Regions from separate parts of the Mus musculus genome. Here regions 2 and 3 are each linked to region 1. A link is a contact called in public HiChIP or PLAC-seq data. All regions are on one chromosome and are shown on one strand. The core of a region is the stretch at or near the end of the contact, and the rest is flanking DNA. Distances in the headings are between cores, read along the strand shown. Region 1 holds the start of Eif4enif1 (eukaryotic translation initiation factor 4E nuclear import factor 1). Region 2 has its middle 31 kb from the start of Gm33862. Region 3 overlaps Gm12592 (predicted gene 12592).

Region 1 (2,962 bases), core at 6-2,505:
GCTAAATTTAATCTTCAGTACTGCTATTTCCAACTCCTAAACTAAGCTAAAGATCAATATATTTCCTAATTCTACACAGCCTCTATGACAATAGAGAATCAGGCCTAAGTGCAGATGTTTCTATGTCTGTTGTCTGTATTCTTTAGGCACAGGCCTGTAATTTCCAGCACTTGGGAAGCCCGCCAGGGTTACATAGTGTAAATCTGTTACAAAAGATAGTTTGCAAAAAAGACTTTATTAAGTCATTACAAAGGGGAAAAATTACTTTTGTTGCCAAAACTCAAAGAAAGAATGGGAAGTAGCTTTCTCAAGTAAAATAAACGATATTCAAATGCCCTACTGCTCCTGCTGGCTTTCAACTCCCCGGTTTCAAGATCTGAAAAATTAAAACCATCATGTTCAGCCTCGCTGTTCTTTACAGGAAACAAAACAAACAAACAGTATCCCTCCACGACAAAGAAATATCAATTCTGGGCAGTCCCAACAGCTTGGCATACTCCTACAGACTTGTTCACAAGTGACCTTCCCAGAGCGGCAGTTCTTGGATTATCCACTTATATCCGAATCTGTATCCTCCATCAACTTGTTTCGGCACTCGGGCAAAAGCCAGGCTTTCTATTTCCCTCAGATACTTTACTCTTCCAGATTATTCATTGAAAGCTACTCTAATTAGTCAATTCCCTTCACGTGGGATCACAGATAATTGTGACAAACTTGCTTATCAATGCACCATCTCTTATGACTAATGCCCTTTAGAGTAACTTCAGGGACAGTTTTAGCAGACAAAAAGGCGCGAAAAATCGGGCCGCTCAGAACTTTACCCTAGATCACACCAATAAAAAACAAACAGGTCACGACAATGTTCTCCTAACTGACCCCTGTCGCAAAAACACCAGCAGTGGCCCAGCCCGGTGACCGCTAGCAACTGGACAATACAGACCCACCCAGACCACCCCGCTCGCGCCGGCGTGGCGCGGGTCCCGGACAGCGCGCTGCTGGCTCCGCCCCTCATGACGCGTGGGAACGCGGCGCCCTTCCTTGAGTTGCCCACAGCAGCCGCCTTTGAGCCCGGGCGCCGGCTCCCACGGCACCGGTCGCGATCACCTTCCCGTAGCCGCCGTGCCCTTTTGGCTATTGTGGCCTCGCCATCCGGCCCACGCGGAACCCAGCGCGGCGGACAGCGCCGCCCAAAGCAGCTTTTCTGCCAGGCACCGCTGCGGACACCCCAGGTCCTGCGCGCTGCGAGGGCGGTGCCTGGGTCCCCCGCGGTGCTTGGCGGGGGGGGGGGGGGAGAGCCGCGCCGGAGGGCCGGGCCTCGGTTACGGCGGCTGAGGAGAGCCAGCCCGAGCGGGTGGGGGGGAGGGGGGCGCAAGCGCAGGCCGCGGCCAGCGACGCCGGGCCTGGAGCGGGCGCGGGGGGACGCGGCGGCCGAGGCGCAGGGCCGCCCGGCGGCGGGCGCTCCCAGCAAGGGTACGGCAAGCGCGGGGCCCCGGCCTGCGTGCGAGGACTGCGCGCTACCCCGGGAGCGCGGGCGGCAGGGCGCGCGCGGGGGGCGGCAGAGGCGCGAGGCGCGCGGGCGGCCGGCGGGCAGCAGGCGGGCCTGCGCCGGCTCTAGGCGGCCGACCTGTGGACTTGGTCCCTGCTCCCTGCGGCCCGCCTCCTTCCGTGAGTACCGTCCCTGCCCTTCTTCCGGAGGAGCCTCTAGCCCGGGGCCTGGGTGAGGGGCCAGGGGTTCGTTGGAGGAGTGGAGTTTCCCAGAGGAGGCCCGCACCGGCCCTCCCTCGCCGCGGACGCCCCTCACATGGCCACAGGTGTGGCCGGCTGAGAGAGGTGCTCTCCGGCCGGTTCCCCAGCCCCTCTCGCTCGGGTAATAAGGGGCAGCTGGTGCCATCCATTGACAAGTGACAGGCACTTTCCAGCAGCCCGACTTGCCGGATCGGCAGCCCAACCAGTCCTACCTCTACTCTACTCCGGGAAACTTCACCACCACCGCCGCCAGGTCGATTCTTGTGGGTGGCAGCGACTATTTTGGTTTCCCTTTGTATTAAAGATAATTAAAGGTTGTACCCTGAGTTGGGCCCCTTCCACTTCTGCTTTTCTTTGCTATGGGTACTCTGAATACTTCAGGTGGTTCTCTTTCCAATTTAGTTCTGGTTCATACCGTAGTTTTGGGATTTTTTTTTTTTAACTATCTTGATTTTTTTCTTTTTTCCCCTCAAAGTTCCAGTTTCAGAGAAGCAGCTAAGGCTTTGGAATATTTATTGTTCTGTTTGACAGTTTTGTGCCTAATTTTATTTTCCAGGTGCAAAAATATTGTACACCAAGAAGCCATGGAGAAAAGTGTGGCTGAAACAGAAAATGGAGATGCTTTCCTTGAGCTGAAGAAACTGCCCACCTCCAAATCCCCCCATCGCTATACGAAAGTAAGTTTTGTTTCACATGAAGTAATAATGTGTAGCTATTTCATTGGAATTATCTAAAGTGGTAGTTTTGCTCTGACTCATTGGGGACTAAATAAATTTTGTAAAGCATCTGCATTTGGTCATTTTTAAGTGTGACTACTGGGTTTAAACTGTAGGTTTTAGGTGAAAGGCTGTTGTCTCAGATCCTGTGTGAAATTTGTAGATAAGTGTTTGTACCCAGATGTTCTTTAACAGTTGGGTGATTGGTTGGCAGGGATCAGGTGAGGTTTCCAGCTCTGGGATGTTTCACAGGATCGGTGTCTTTGTATGGATGTTTTCGTAGAAGTTCAAGTCCCTAGAAGAGGAGTCTGGCTGGAGTAATTGGATTTTTAATCCTTTTTTTTTTTTTTAACTTCTTATAAATTGGATATAAGCTCACAAAAGTAAGAATTCATTCATATTTCATTGCTGAAGATTACAGAGTGGTTACCTGTCTATTACAGTTTCTGGAAATATGTTTGTATGTGGTACCCGCTTGCTTCAGCCTGAGTGTGAATTTA
Region 2 (2,912 bases), core at 76-2,575, 97 kb before region 1:
AGTGTGCATTTTTCACTTTTCACGTTTTTGAGTGTATCTTGCCATATTCCAGGTTAAACAGTGTTTGTATCCCATTTTCCACTTTTTCGGGTTTCTTGCCATATTCCAGGTCCTATAGTGTCCATTTCTCAGTTTTCCACGTTTTTGAGTGTTTCTCTCCATATTCCAGGTCAAATTGTGTTTGTGTTTCATTTTCCACGTTTATCAGTGTTTCTTGCCATATTCCATTTCCTTCCATGTGAGTTTCTCATTTTCCACGTTTTTTTTTTCAGTTTTCTCACCATAATCAGGGTCCTACAGTGTGCATTTCTCATTTTTCACATTTTTCATATTTTTCTCACTATATTTCAGGACATACAGTGTTTGTGTCTCATTTTCCACGTTTTTCAGTTTTCCTCCATATTCCAGGTCCTACATTGTGTGTTTCTCATTTTCCATGATTTTCAGTTTTCTCGTCATACTCCAGTTCCTACAGTGTGTGTGAGGAGCCGCCCTTGCAGTCACCATTACAAGATGGCGCTGACATCCGGTGTTCTAACTGGTAAACAAGTAGTCTGCGCATGTGCTGGGGTATTTTTCCATTCCTTGTGCCCTGTCTATCCCGTGGCGTCATCTGGGCTGATGGTGAGCAGCCAGTCAGGGCGAGGCACGTCTCCAACCGCTCTTCGTGGGCTATAAAAGGGACAAGTTTCCTGTGTTCTGGGTCTCCTCCTCCCCAGAAGCTGATTCATCTATCTCTCGAGATGCATTAAAGCTTTGCTGCAGAAGGATCTGAGTGTGTCCTGTGTTTTCGTCCTCGTTGGCGAGACTCCTTATCACAGACCACATCTGGTGCCGAAACCCGGGACTTCAACAACACCAGCACTAAGGAGACCCCCCTGGAGATAGGGCAGATTCAGAACTGCAGTGGATAAGCTCGGAGAGTCATGTCTGATCTTGAACCTGTTGTTCCTTTTAACTTTGGTTTTAATCTGAAAGCACCGTGGGACGGGTCAGTAGAAGCTTTGGTTTTTGTAACTCTGGTGCTTATCTTCTTTCTCCTGGTGTCTTATCGTGTTCATCGTGGTTGGTGTTAATTTTGAGGTGCGGTCAGTCCGACGTAGATAAGCGGTGGCACCGTCATTCTCGGTCAGTCTCTCGTACGTAAGGGAGTGGAGCGTGGCATTTTGCTTTCACTTTACTTTCACTTCTGCTCCAGGAGCGGACTTCTGCTTTAGAGGCAGCCTTCTGCTTTAAAAGTGAACTTCTGCTTTTGAGAGCGTATTTCCTTCTGCTTTTTGGAGCAGCTGCCTCGGAAGCAGACTTCTGCTTTTTCAGAGCAGAGTGTGGTTTACTTTCACTTCTGCTTTTCGTGCCTTAAGTCGGATGTACATAAGCCGCAGGCACGATGGGGTCTTCAGAATCGGTTGTAAACACACTACAAGCTGTTCTTAAGCAGAGAGACCTCAAGATTGCCACATGCACCCTAAAAAATTTTGTCGCAGCGGTTGACCGTGTCGCCCCATGGTATGCTTGCTCGGGCTCACTGACCATAGCTTCATGGGATAAACTAGGAAGAGACCTAGATAAAAAAATTGAGGAAGGAGATTTGTGCCTAGGCACCAAGGCCATTTGGAAACTGATAAAGAATTGCTTAGAAGATGAGACCTGACGACTTGCAGTGGTTGAGGGACAAGAAACATTAGAAGAGGTTCAAGACAGCATATCAGAAACCGAACGGAGCGAGAGAATTGGAGCTCCTAAGAAAACAGACATGAAGGAAAAAGGACCTCCCCGGATGTTAGATAGGGGGAGAGATAAGGAAAAAGGACCTCCCTGGAAGTTAGATAGGGGGAGAGATAAGGAAAAAGGACCTCCCTGGAAGTTAGATAGGGGGAGAGATATGAAAGGGGACGGTAACAGTGCACCCCCTACAAGTAAACCTAGTAACATTTACCCCACCCTAGATTTAGAAGCCCTAGAGATTGATAGCTCAGATTCTGATGAGTTAGATTCTGGCGAATAGGCAGAATTAGAAGAGGAAGCAACAAAATATGAAAGGGAAAGGTATGGCCCTAATCCAAAGGTACAGCAAAAGGTTAAAATAAGAGGGGGGGCATAAAGCAGTTGCCCAAGCCCTCAGCACCCCCACCATATCAAACAAGTTGTGGTGCTAGTTCCTTTCTGCCTCAGGAGGAATTAAAAAAGATTCAGATTGCTTTTCCAGTTTTCGATGCTGGAGATGATGCAGGATGCATACATGCTCCTGTAGAATATCAACAAATTAAAGAACTTGCTGAATCTGTATGTAATTATGGAGTCAATGCCAACTTCACCTTGGTACAGGTCGAGAGATTTGCCAATGTAGCAATGACTCCAGCAGACTGGCAAATGACAGTTAAAGCCACTCTACCTAATATGGGACAATACATGGAATGGAAAGCATTATGGTACGATGCTGCCCAGATCAGGCAAGAATTAATGCTGCAGCAGAGGATGATAATCAGAGACAATGGACTTTTGAATTATTAATGGGTCAAGGACAGTATGCCGCCAATCAAACTAATTATCATTGGGGAGAATATGCTCAAATATCAGCGGCTGCCATTAAGGCTTGGAAAGCTCTTACAAGAAAGGGAGAAGCTGGAGGCCACCTTACAAAGATCATCCAGGGCCCCCAGGAGCCATTCTCAGACTTTGTGGCGAGAATGCCTGAAGCAGCAGGAAGGATTTTTTGGAGATCCTGAACAGGCCATGCCTCTAATTGAACAGCTTGTTTATGAACAAGCCACACAGGAATGCAGGACTGCTATTACACCAAGAAAAAACAAGGGATTGCAGGATTGGCTTAGGGTATGTAGAGAGCTAGGAGGCCCACTTACCAATGCGGGGCTGGCTGCAGCGATATTACAAACACAAAAGCGCCCCTCTAC
Region 3 (2,896 bases), core at 257-2,756, 110 kb after region 1:
AATTCATAGTCACTCAGAATAAGGAGTGACTAATTTAACAACCAACAGGCTTGATCCCAACACAGCCAAAGCAAGCAGTGAGAATGGATCCCACAGTGCAACCTGAGCTGCTTCTGTGCCATCCCCCAGTGGGACTGTTAGGACTTTACCACAGCCGTCCCGTCCAGCTAGTGTCTACAGAGAGCTCTCAAGCTTAGAGCCTGAGTCACCCCCAGCCTTGTGCCTCTTGCTCTACCCCACCAAGTAGCTTTCACTACAAGTCCCCCACTCATCCCCGTCTGTATGCCTGCATCTTCCACGACCCACAACCACCTTGAACTGCTGCTGCTCTAAGCACAGTCTCTTCTCTGGGCAATCGTCACTGTGCCCTGGTTCATGCTCATCCAGGAGACAGAGAGCCTGGTTCAGACCCTCCAGGAACTTCTTTCAGAATGATGTGGGCCTGTTTCCTCACCAAAACCTACGATAACAAAAAAGCAGTTTTTCCAGGGCTGCTAGGAGAACAAAGTAGCTGATCCCTACCTAGTAAAGCACATTAGGAAACACGCAAAACTCCTTTCAGGTTACCTCAACCATCTTTGCTCAAACCCCTTCACTGTAATGGAGACAGTGAGCAAGAACAGGACTAGCAAACAATTTCTGTGCAGTGCCAACAGGTAAGCATTTTTGTCATTAAAAGAGGGAGAATTTGTTTTATGTATTTTGACCATTTTAAACTGCAGGTTGGGTATTGCTCTTTTATAATAATCCCAGGACTTCCCAGGAGGTAGAGGCAGGAAGATCAGGAGTTCAAGGCCAGCCTCAGCCACATAGGGAGTTCAAGACCAGCTTGCTTGGGCTGTGTTCAAAGAAAGTAAAGCACTTAGCTGTAAATAAAATTGAAGGAAGTCAATGACTGTGAGGCCAGGCTTGGGTTAGGCTTCCAGCTGCCAGTGTATATTTTGCGAGGCCTCGTCCTGGCTTAGAGGGTCTAGCCTCCTGCTGGACGGCTCTGGGGTCCTGGTCTGCTGTGCAGTGCCTTATCTTCCAGGAAGGCTGTACTGAGGCAGTCTATTCAAGGAGGTCCAATGTGCTTATTGCCACGGCTGCCTAACCAGTTCACTTTCTACCCTGTTTTTTGAGACAGGGTTTCTCTGTGTAGCCCTGGCTGTCCTGGAACTCACTCTAGACCAGACTGGCCTCGAACTCAGAGATCTATCTACTCTTTGCCTCCTGAGTGCTGGGATTAAAGTACAACACACCCAGTTTACAGGAACCTCTTTAGAGTTTGATTTTCCACTGTGGATCCAACAGATCCAACTCAAAGATTTTGCAGAAAGCACTTTACCTTTTTGGGGGGGAGGGACTTAGAAGTGGGGGAGGCAGGGTCCCATGCTATGCACTGGAGCCCTGAGCCCTTTCACCTCACAGCTCCTGTTTATTTGCTTGTGTAAGCTGCTTCCTCTGCCTGTAAAGTTCTTATCTTTTTATCTGCCTGAGAAACTCCAGAGGCCCATATCTGATTGCTGCTGTCTACAGTTTTCCCTGCCCCCACCTCTGCTGTAAGACAGCTAGCTGGCACACTTGCTGGGTGCCAGGCACAGTGCCCCATAAGGAAAATATTCTACTTGAAGGTTCAGAGAAGTCTAGTGACTGCTTATGTCTGAAGATGTGAAGGGCAAGGTGAGGGCTCAGATCTGAGCTGTGTGTCACTTCTGTACACTTCCCTGTTCTGCACGGTTCCCACTTGTGCGTGGTCTGTCCCTTATGATACTCAGGCTCAAATGAACAAGCACACTAGACAAGAGTAAAAGACCAAGCCGAGATGCAGGGGAGAGGTGGAAGCCCGGGACAGGTAGACATCCCCACAACTTGGGACCCTTCCCAGGATACCTTCCCCTCCAGTTCTTGGAAACATCTTAAATGCTTTAAGCTGTAAAAGGCACCCAGGAACTCCAAATAGGTCATCTTTGTCTCTTGTGACAAGGACTTGGACTCGGCCCTCCAATTCACCCTACCCCAACAAGGAGATTACTCTTCATACCAATAACTGAAACCAAAATGCTTTGGTCCATCCCACAAGGAACACTGACAAGGAACCCTTAAAGATGAGCCCTTCCTCCTCCAGCATCAGCTCAGACCTGCAACCTATACCTTCTCCTTTACTTTGTTCTAAATCAGTACGTGTTCAGATGTGGACACAGGTTCAAGGGAACAGAGGGTTTGAGATACAGATACACCTACTTCAGGCCTTCCATGATTCCAGCCACAGGGAACACGTCCCTGACTGCCCCCTAGTGGCTCACTCTTCCTCTCCCTTGCTGCCTTCCTCTATTAGCTCCCCTCCTTTTTTCCTTCATCCTGGGCCAACCCTTACTCTCAGGGACTCAGAACTCCTCCCACTGTTTTGCAGAGTACATTCTCCCTTTGTGGGGTGGGGGAAAGCAAAAGAATACCAATGATAAGAAGAATGGGCGGGGGTTGGGGGGTGTATAGTTCTGGTGGTAGAGTGCTTGCCTAATCTGCATGAAGCCTAGTACTCTATCTTACAGAGTATACACCACAGTAAATAGGTGTGGTGCATAGCAGTTAGAAGGTTCAAGAGAAGTTCAAAGTCGTACTTAGCTATATAGCAAGTTTGAGACCAGCCTGGGTTATACAAGACTCTCAAAAACAAAAACAAAAAAATTGTCAAGCCGGGCGTGGTGGCGCACGCCTTTAATCCCAGCACTCGGGAGGCAGAGGCAGGCAGATTTCTGAGTTCGAGGCCAGCCTGGTCTACAAAGTGAGCTCCAGGACAGCCAGGGCTACACAGAGAAACCCTGTCTTGAAAAAACCCAAAAAAAAAAAAAAAAAAATGTCAACAACCTTTAAAATATCCCCTTTAAATTAGGAATTCCACTCTTCGAAGCTATAC

Evidence for each region. HiChIP or PLAC-seq counts read pairs in DNA pulled down with a chosen protein or histone mark.
Region 2: an H3K27ac HiChIP or PLAC-seq map of thymic regulatory T cells shows a contact between it and region 1, with 8 times the contacts expected there. The contact joins the enhancer-like site here to the promoter of Eif4enif1 in region 1. A contact is called at or near these places in 4 of 39 promoter capture datasets (embryonic stem cells, hippocampal neurons, liver and 1 more), 7 of 115 datasets of contacts at active chromatin or transcription factors (the 230-238 cell line, CD4 single positive thymocytes, bone marrow-derived dendritic cells and 4 more) and 3 of 9 other capture datasets (adipose tissue, liver and pancreatic islet).
Region 3: an H3K27ac HiChIP or PLAC-seq map of CD4 single positive thymocytes shows a contact between it and region 1, with 11 times the contacts expected there. The contact joins the enhancer-like site here to the promoter of Eif4enif1 in region 1. A contact is called at or near these places in 2 of 39 promoter capture datasets (the C10 cell line and cranial neural crest), 2 of 484 Hi-C or Micro-C datasets (bone marrow-derived macrophages and nephron progenitors), 10 of 115 datasets of contacts at active chromatin or transcription factors (the 230-238 cell line, CD4 single positive thymocytes, the SCID.adh cell line and 5 more) and 3 of 9 other capture datasets (adipose tissue, liver and pancreatic islet).

The regions. Positions count from the first base shown.
Region 1 is chr11:3,201,328-3,204,289 of GRCm38.p6, forward strand. Eif4enif1 (eukaryotic translation initiation factor 4E nuclear import factor 1) reads left to right here and starts at 1,256. Exons shown (of 19, transcript NM_023743.2): 1 at 1,256-1,470; 2 at 2,303-2,423. The coding sequence starts at 2,331. It overlaps Gm51877 (5E5 antigen), which reads right to left and starts at 1,891. Exons shown (of 1, transcript XM_030246456.1): 1 at 217-1,891. The coding sequence starts at 1,891. The coding sequence ends at 818. It also overlaps a transcript of Sfi1 not described here.
Region 2 is chr11:3,104,281-3,107,192 of GRCm38.p6, forward strand. No RefSeq gene overlaps it. Among named protein-coding and RNA genes, the nearest start is that of Gm33862, 31 kb to the right of the region's middle. Within about 2 kb of position 1,326, at least 121 of the 459 cell types and tissues checked have an H3K27ac peak or open chromatin away from gene starts, as enhancers often do. A contact at or near this core is called in the 230-238 cell line, CD4 single positive thymocytes, bone marrow-derived dendritic cells and 2 more, where this site is marked.
Region 3 is chr11:3,311,970-3,314,865 of GRCm38.p6, forward strand. The region is part of intron 1 of Gm12592 (predicted gene 12592); the gene reads right to left. It overlaps Gm11944 (predicted gene 11944), which reads left to right. Exons shown (of 6, transcript NR_045708.1): 3 at 563-656. Among named protein-coding and RNA genes, the nearest start is that of Gm11944, 4.4 kb to the left of the region's middle. Within about 2 kb of position 1,507, at least 45 of the 459 cell types and tissues checked have an H3K27ac peak or open chromatin away from gene starts, as enhancers often do. A contact at or near this core is called in CD4 single positive thymocytes and the SCID.adh cell line, where this site is marked.